Linked DNA regions of Sparus aurata: region 1 is linked to region 2. A link is a contact called in public Hi-C data. All regions are on one chromosome and are shown on one strand. Each heading gives the region's core, a stretch centred on a gene start, on an enhancer-like site or on the middle of the called end of the contact. The rest is flanking DNA. Distances are from core to core; before and after follow the strand shown.

Region 1 (4,602 bases), core at 735-3,234, 180 kb before region 2:
TTAATCAGTCTTAATATCACTGCGTGTGAATATGGTCAGGTTTAGAAAATGCCATTCTTTAGATTGAACTGCTGGCTGATTTGGCTGCATCTGTGTTACTGGCGGGAATGGCGGACCCTGCCGCGGAAAAATGTGAAACGACTCTACTTTATATATGAACTGAATGAAATAACATTGAATGATACATTCGGGAAAAAAATGTTGTGAGAAATTGGATGTGATATGATAAAAAAAATCTTAAGGATTGGATTGTTACTTTAAGTGCACAAATTCAAAAACAACTTGTATCAGCCTTTACAAACAGATGTCTGTGTGTGTGTGTGTCTGTGTGTGTCTGTGTGTGTGTGCGCGTGCCTGAGTGAGAGCGCCTCCAGGGAAAAGTGTACAGAAGAGCAATCCGCTCTAATAATACATCCACTAATGAAAGGATTTACCTTGTTATTTTCTAGCAGGAGGCGTAGACTAATGACTGTATTAGAGTCACTACTGTTTGGTGTCTTGTAGTTTAATTATAAAGCAGGGTAATTGTATTAACAAGAGCAAAAGGGGGGAGGATTAGTGGTCTATTCAAAACTCCCACAAAGGGAAAACACATTTTTAACAGGCTCCTTTGGACTAACAGAACAATATAAAGTGCCTGCTGGATGTCATGAGCTGCATGTCAGCCTCACCTCTGACTGTGTGAAGAGATGAAGTGATGCCGGGGGAGCAGCCCGGCTCCATGCAGCCTTATGTCCAGCTCAACAGGAGGCTCCTTTAATTGACATGGAGGTGGATATTCTCATCCAACAGTGGGCAGGTTGGGTTATCTTCTCTTCTCAAGGGCGCTGAGACATAAAATGGCCGCTGCAGGCACCGAACCTTTGACCTCTTAATTGAAAGACAGGACCCCGTGTCATCCCCTCTGGCCAGTTCCTTCCCGTGGACTCATGTAATTACCTCATGTGGAGTTGCACCTGTTACAGCTTTCATTTTTTTTTTTTTTTTTGCTTTGCTGAGCTGATGGACCAACCATCTACCGTCCTCTTGAACCGACAGACAGAAAACTGATCTTAGAATGCGCGTAAAAGCGCGTTTTTTATGGTGACATTCCATGCGCCAAACCGCTGCGCCACGATTGGATCATATAATTGATAAAAAAAAAAAAAAAAAAAGGTACTTTTACCAGACAGGCAGAGCTGTATATTCAAGGATGTTCACTACAGCGCGCAAAATCCACACAGAAATACCCATGGATGAAGGCAAAATGTAATAAGCTCCACTAAAATTCAGCACTAAAATGTCCTTTCCCAATATCCCGCCCCTAAAGAATCACTTACTTTTTAATCCGAAAAACTTCCCTCCTCACATCAAGTCCATCATGACAAGGCGTCAGTCAACGAGTACGCGGAGTCTGGCTGCTCCGAAGCGGCAGCTGACAGCTGCCGGACAGCTGCATCCCGCCAGCCTCTCCATCCACCTGCTCTCCCAGGGTTACGCACGACGCTGGCGATCGGAGCGCTCCCACTCGCCACCTTCACCAGAGCCGGTGATTATACCACCGACGTCTCTCAGGTCATTTCTTATCCTTTTTTTTTTTTCTTTTTTTTTTTTTTAACCTCCCAAGAAATATTCCGCGTTTCTTTTTTTTGTTTTTTTGTTGTGAACCCGTAAGTTTGGCAAGACCGCGTCTTTACAAACGCCGTAGCGCGCTCACAGTGCGCTGCGTCCAGCCGGTCTTGGCACCGAAAGCCCTGCGCGACAAGTCGGTCAGAGCGGCAGGACGCACGACTGCGCCGGAGAGAGAAAGAGAGAGAGAGAGAGAGACACACACACACACACACACACACACACACACACACAGAGGGGGGGGGGGGGAGAGTAAGAGAGAGAAGGAGGGAGAGGGAGAGAGATGCGCGTCACCTTATGTGCGTCGGTGTCCTGCAGATTGCTGATTTTGAGTCACGTATAGCAGTTGGCTCTTTCTCTGGTGCCTGGTGATTGTAGTGTTCCACGTCATTCAGTTGTATCAAGATAAAACAAATACATAATAACAAACAAGTGTATGCGGTATATTCAGTGTTGCACGTACCTCAGCTTATCAGTGACACATTGTTTTTTTTGTGTCATTGGACCTCCAGATGCGTCGGGGGAAAAAAACACTGAGATTCCTGCAGAGAATGCGAAAGAAAGGGAAAGAAAACAACAACCCGAAGCTGCGACACGAAATGACGCCGCAATCAGGCCGCCTCCGTCCAAATCCACCGGCTTCCGCCGCTGCAATTACTTCAAGTGGTAGCCAGGCCTTCCGCTGAACTGCTCTCAATCAATGGTGCTGATTCTCCTTGGCGACAGCGATGGCACTCAGGTCTGGAGCGCGCGAGGCCGATCCAACAGTCCCCCTCTCCCGTCCTTTATAAAAGGAAGGGGTTATCGAGTGAGTGCAGATGGCGGGGTATCTTCCGTGACCTCTCTCAGCGGAGAGCCTCGTGAGAAAATGTCCCGCCACTTGCCCTCAATTTAGCAACGCAAAAGTGCTGCTATTATTACCGTGGATGTTGTGGTCCTTTCAAAGATTAATGGCTCTATTTACAGCACGTCCAATATCTTCGGAGGGAGGGAGCGTGCTCAGAAAAAAAAAGAGAAGCCCAGTAAAAGAAAGGATTTTGGTGGAGGCCGTGTGTCTTCGCTTACTCTGTGTTAAAATCCGAATCCACGTAGTTTGCAGTCAGGTGTGTGTGTGTGTTTGTTGTGCGGCGGTCTCGAGGTCAACAAGTTCTCTGGGTGAGTTCACTTTTGTGTGTGTGTCACTGAGGCACACGGTCAGACTGCAGGCCTTCCGTTGTTAAATAATCGGCGAGGTCACAGTGGGTAGAGGGAAATAGCTTTGTGGCGTTTTAGCACTATTTAAGCTCTTGCAGAAAGTTAGATGAGGAGGCGGATATTACTCTCATATAGGCGCGCTGAATATGAAGCTAACTGTACAGCCGACAGCTGATAACGACGGGAGGTGGCCTGGCTCCGTCCAAAAGCGTTAAAAACCTCCACGGGTGCGTTCAGACGTGAAACAACGCACGTTTTCATTCCTTGGATCCAACCGCTAGACCAACGGGTTGAGCAACCGCTCGGCTAAAACAAACATCTGGTACAGGTAACGTACTTTTCGGGTATGGATGTCAACCAAGTAAAATGTTTCTCCATCCGTGCTCTTGTAAATTCTCACGGGGTTGCTGCCTGAAGTTCAGTTATCAAACACAAGCTTTGACTTGTTCCCTGAATGGTTCATCGAGCCTACCCTATAGGCAATCACGTTAGAGGGTTACGAGTTATTGCCTCGGAGCAAGGCCACAACAACAGCTCGACTGAAGTGGACCTGGCAGGGCGCTCAGGTTCTTTCTGTTACTTCCCTTCAGTCTCTGTCCTTTGTCCTGCTGTCTCAGTGCTTTCGTGGAGTGGGCTCATAAAGCCTCACGACAGGCACAGTTTCTACTTCAAGCTGAAGCAGCTTCAGCTTAAGTGTCTTCACTTTGGTCAGTTCGGATCACCTTGACACAGGTGTCGCTTCAGGAAGCCAGAAGCGACTCCGAGAAGTTACCGCCAAGAAATAGTCCTGCCTCCAACTTTCTGTTACCGTTACAGTTTGTCATTTTCACACTTGAGTTTTTGTGGGGATCAAAAACCAAGATATAACAGGTCAGTTTGTTAGCGTTACAGGAGCTGGTGGGTTGATTTTTTGCGATGTTTGGGCAAAGGTAAGCTAGCTGTTTCCAACTGCCTGCTGACTGTGGCCTCACAATTTGCTGTTTCATTGATGTTTATCAGTTCTGGCAGAGTACTTAGAACAAACAGGTCATTTTCTAAATCACGCCACTCCCAACAACCATCAGTGAATGCGTCACACTGGCTTAATGGAAATTATCTTATGCTGTTTAATTTTTTTATTTTTCATTTTTAAAGCAACATCACACCAAGGAAGTTAGTCAGTGTGCGTGTTCAGCAAAGCAGTGCTCATTTCAATGAAACGCCAGATTTCAAAATTGATTCTACCGTTCAGTACCACCAACCGCTGAATATACTGCTGAAAGAAAAATCAACAAAGTCAATGAAACCGGTCAGCGCTGTCTAACTGTCCAGTTAGTTAGGATCTCCGTCGGTTGCACGGATGTTTGAAACGCAGCGGACGGGGCTTTTAACCAGCCGATACACGGCATAATGAATCTCAGGCTCTCTCTTTGCTCGCCACTCAACAAAAACACGCGCATTCGGCCTTGAATGTCACTGGTCAACAGCTCTCCTCGCGGCCTTCAACTGTGACACGCGTCTAAGTCAATACGAAGCCCAGCTTGAAGGGTAAAGGTCCATTTGCGATAAGGCTTAAAGATCAAACACTGACATCAGTCAGTTTCTCGCATCCTTGCCTTTCTTACAACTTGCCCGCGCAAAAAGAAAAAAATGCTATCTGTCAGCAGCACGAGGCTGATGAGAAGCTTTATTTCTCATTCATGTCGGCGACAGTGTACTTTGGGCTGTGTGGTCAATCAGATCTGTTTGAACAGATCCAGGACGGCAGCTGCTGATGTCGCGCCCCTGACATATTGTTTTTTGCTGCGTAGATGAGGTGTT
Region 2 (4,608 bases), core at 879-3,378:
GATAAATCCCCGCGGCCTGCGTGGCTCTGGAGCCTCCAGCCCCCTCTAGACGCGCCTGATGGATCAACATCTGGGTGTGGAAGGCAGCTCCGTTCAGCCACTGCTTGAGAAACCGAGTGTTCATATGTCCATCCCTCAGCATGGAATTCTTAGAAAGAAGAAAATTCAAAGTATTATAGAATTAACATATTATTTCCATATTTCTGATGATAAATATTACATGGTTCTTACATTTAAAAAGTAGAAAATAAGATTCAGAATTTTAGCTTGACTTCAGTCTTAAAATATTCAGGTCATTGAAGGAAGAATGATCTTTCAAAAAATAAAGATGAAAGATTTTGACTGCTTTGCACCTTCAGCCGTGTCAGCTGGACGCTGAGATCGGTCTCTATTTGCCTGGTCTCAGCTAGTTGAAGCTGTGGTTTCCCCAAGTTGATCCGCAGACGTTTTAAATACTCGTCCATCAGGTCTCGGACCTCCACAGTCGAGGATTGGAGTGAAATTCATGAAAGCAAAGTCTTAGTATCGGTCAAATATGTATACATTTTTTTTCTTTTTGGTCAAAAGAAACATTCTTCACAATTTTTTTGACACTTTAGAGACTGAATGATTAGAGTCGTGAAAAAAATTTGCAGATTCAGCAAAAAAATGTGATCTTTAGTTGCAGCGTTAGTTCTGACCACAATTACAACGCTCAGTTAGAAATATGACATGAGGAAAAGATCAGGGGGTCTCACCTCATTGGCCTTCTCCTGTGCAAACACCCTTTGCAACATTTCAGCTGTGCCCATGGTTTCTTTCCCTAATGTCTTCCCAACTGTCTCCAAGATTATGGAAATGATGAAAGCCCCAAGTCCCACAGCATTAGGCACAATTTTGAGCCCACCCAGTGCAGAGCCCAGCTTCTCTACAGCGGCCGCAGCGTCACTGAATTCTCCACTGTATAAGACTTGATCTCTGTAATCATCCAGCACTTGAGTTGAGTTGAGTCCGGAGTATTGTAGCATCGAGCTGAGTGGAGAGATATATTCATTAGTCACAACTTTGTGTGATTGAATACCAAAAATGAAGTTGAACTTTTCACCTGCCAGAAAGCTACTGTACAACACTTTTGTCTGATACGTTCAGTATGTAAATAATGATTGGATATATTGATCTAATAGGCCGAGGTTCTACACTGTGATTCTATGATTCTCCACTTGATATGTTATATATTAAACCATCTTGAAGTTAAAACATAGACATGCAATTTCCTTTGAGTGACTGTGCCTACCTGTCAATTCCAAAGCCGTGCCATTGTTGTGAATTGAACAATGTTTCAGAGTACTTGTCAAGTTCTGCTAGTCGCTCCTCTGGAGACAACGACTGGCCCATTTTCTGTTTTGCTGTTTGTCTGGGAGCAAGAAGTGCAGAGGACTTTTCAATGACGTGTGTTCACCTTTACTAATTGTCTTCAAGACCTGTTTTTCTTCTGGACACACTGTAATTTAGCGTCCAACATTTACAATCATGTTTATGCAACCATCAGTCTGCTGGCTAAGACCTTCCCCCTTAAGCTCTATTGTATACATATTTTTGAGACACAAACATTGTAATGGTCCCAACTTTCAGAACATACATACCTCCTCCAAAATGCCCTTCTTCTAAATTTGTTATTTTTCTTTTTTAACTGATTTGATTGAATCATATTTTAATTTTCCTTATTTACATTTGTATTAAGACCAGCATCAAAACACAATGAAATACAGTAAAACAAAATGAATTCTTATAGATAACCATGATATACATGTGCTTATATTTCAAGGAAATTCAGTAGCTCATGCACTCAAAACGCTCACAAATGGCCCGTGTCACAGAAATCCATTGTAAGTTTCCCCCCCTATTACATTTTCATTCTTCCGTAGCAACACTTTCATCGACATGCCACTCAAACTCTGCCAAGTAACAAACAAAAGAATGACACTAAGAGCACAAACTATTTAGAAGTATTAACTCACCACTTGAGAACAGAGCTGTAAAAAGACTCAAGCAGCCCGAGGTTAGTTTCCCCTGCCTCAGAAGGTTTAGGTGTTTTTGTCAGCTTTAACACTGGACAGAGTTTAAACAGTGTGATCAAACTTAAGTTGCATCACTGGGATACATCTTATCTCTTGACACTGAAGTGATAAGAGAGGACAATAACATTGCCCACACACAAACTGAGTGGCAAGGCAACTGTGGCAAAGTGCGTTACAGGGGAATACAAGTTGAATTAAAAGGAATTAAAAATTGCATTTAAAATGCATTAAAAACAAGTAAGAAGTATCAAACAAAATATTGAAACAAGTTAAGAAATAGGGAAAGTAAGCTAAATTAGAATAGGTTTAAAAGAGACTCGACAAAGGAAGCTACAGTGCAGTTCAAAGCCTTTAAATTTTTTCAGTGAAAGGCTAAGACAAACAGAAAGGTCTTCAGCCTTGATTTAAAAGAGGTGAGAGTTGGAGCAGACCTGCAGTTTGCTAGGCGTTCGTTCCAGATATGTGGCACATAATAACTGAACACCACGTCTCCATGTTTTGTTGTTTCTAGGGGCTAGAAAGCCGACCTGTACCTGAGGACCTCAGAGGTCAGGATGGTTCAGAAGATCAGAATTGTGTTTGGGCCCGAAACCATTTGATGTTTTATAAACCAACAGCAGGATTTTGAAATCTATTCTTTGACAGACAGAAAGCCAGTGTAAAGGTCTAAGGGCCGGAGTGATGTGATCTACTTTTTTGGTTCTTGTTAGGACTTGAGCAGCAGCTTTTGAATCAGCTGCAGCTCTCCAGTGGATTTTTTAGAGAGTTGCTTAAAATACTGTTACAGTAGCCAAGTCTACTGAAAATAAATGCATGGACAAGTTTTTTTCCAAATCCTGCCAAGACATAAGTCCTTTTATCCTGGATATATTCTTAAAGTGGTTGTAGTCTGACTTTGTAATTGTCTTAGTGTGGCTGCTGAAGTTCAGGTCTGAGTCCATGATTACACTGAGGTTTTCTGGCTTGGTTATATAATCGATGATCTGACCTAGCGGAAGCATGTAAATGTTGAATAGAAGAGGCTGGAGAATGGAGCCCTGGGGTACTCCACTTGTCATTTTCATCCACTCAAATGTGTAACTACCTATAGGCTTTTAGAATTTTAACCAATTTAGTGCTGTATCAGAGTCCCACACAGTTTTCCAGTCGTCCAGTGGTATATTTTAGTCAACCGAGTATATTGTGGTCAAGTTGTCAGGTTAAGTCTATTTTTGGACCTAAAGTAAAGAAATGAAGGAATATATCTGGCTTCTCTCTTTAGTTGTCCCTGCTCAGGATGGTAAACGTTTTTGTCTGAGCACATACATTTGGTCCATGTAATGACTGGACTATATTGCAGCTGGTCAGAATATGGTAGATGTCAGGTGCTGTGTTGTGTGTGCTCACATGTAGTAGTTGCATCACTGCACTGCAGGGAGAGACAGGAGCTGTTGAGCAAGAGATTCTTCTATGGGAATTAGAAATGTGACTGACAATGAAATATATATTGTTGCTAAAAGCCATGTTTTGGCAAAATATACCTCAAAGATAAAAAATATTAAATGAACTACTCCAGCATCAAAGTCTTCAAAGTCACATGTTTTTCAACATTCAAACAACAAAATGAACTTCATGGCACTGATACAAGAATCCTATAAAATAAACATTGCGTAATGGAGTCATTCACATTGATTTGCATCATTGCTCACAATGTCCTTATGATAAAACCAAAAATAAAATGAGTGGATGAAAAGAATCACTTGACTTGTCTTTGTTTATTTTTTTCCTTTATAATTTCGTCAAATATGTTTGCATTTTTAGCCAAGGAAGCAGCATGGATCACATTTTGTTGATGTTCAGGTCCAGGTTGAAATATATGAGCAACTATTGGATTGATTGTGATGATGTTTCACACCAATATATTGTAATACTGGTCCCCAGAGGATGAAACCTCTTGAACTCAGTAATGTTTTGGCTTTCCCTTTTACACTACCTCCAAGTTGACATTTCTGGATTAAGTCATACGTCTTGACAGTATTGGATAGATTGCCATTACATTTTGCAAAGATATTCATGGTTCCCAGAGGTTAACTCAGAGTGACCTTGTTAATCTTTTTTTCTGTTGCACCAACTAACAGGTTTCACAAATACTTTGAAATATCTTCATGTACAGACATTTATAGTTCCCAGTGGTCGTGGATAACTCCTCGAGACCTTGGTGATCCCCTGACTTAATCTTATTCACCAGTAGCTCAGGTTTTCACATTTCTTGTGAAATGTCTCAACGCCTTCCCTATAGATTTGCATAAAATTGTGTGCAGACATTCATGTTGCCTTGAGGATATATCTGTGTTCACTTTGGCGATTCCCTGATTTTCCCTGGTGACTGGTGTCACCAGCAGATTAATTTCTCACTACTGTTGTGAATGTCTAAACCGATTAATTTGCACAACACTTTCCACAGACATTCACAGTGCCCTGAGGATGTATCTGTATTGGTGACCCCCTGACTTTTCCTCTTGTACCTCCATGAGGTTTGACATTGCCAAACAACTTACTAGTCATATAACTC

The links. A called contact is a pair of places that touch in the nucleus more often than the background predicts.
Region 1: a Hi-C map of an unstated tissue shows a contact between it and region 2, with 7 times the contacts expected there. The contact joins the promoter of LOC115571668 here to the promoter of LOC115571351 in region 2. A contact is called at or near these places in 2 of 2 Hi-C or Micro-C datasets (skeletal muscle and an unstated tissue).

What each region holds. Positions count from the first base shown.
Region 1 is chr20:7,608,270-7,612,871 of fSpaAur1.1, reverse strand. LOC115571668 (somatostatin receptor type 2-like) reads right to left here and starts at 1,984. Exons shown (of 4, transcript XM_030401184.1): 1 at 1,903-1,984.
Region 2 is chr20:7,428,567-7,433,174 of fSpaAur1.1, reverse strand. It overlaps LOC115571351, which reads right to left and starts at 2,128. Exons shown (of 5, transcript XM_030400711.1): 1 at 1,998-2,128; 2 at 1,274-1,393; 3 at 738-1,011; 4 at 354-476; 5 at 1-148. The coding sequence starts at 1,374. All of the region lies in intron 7 of slc39a11 (solute carrier family 39, member 11), which reads left to right.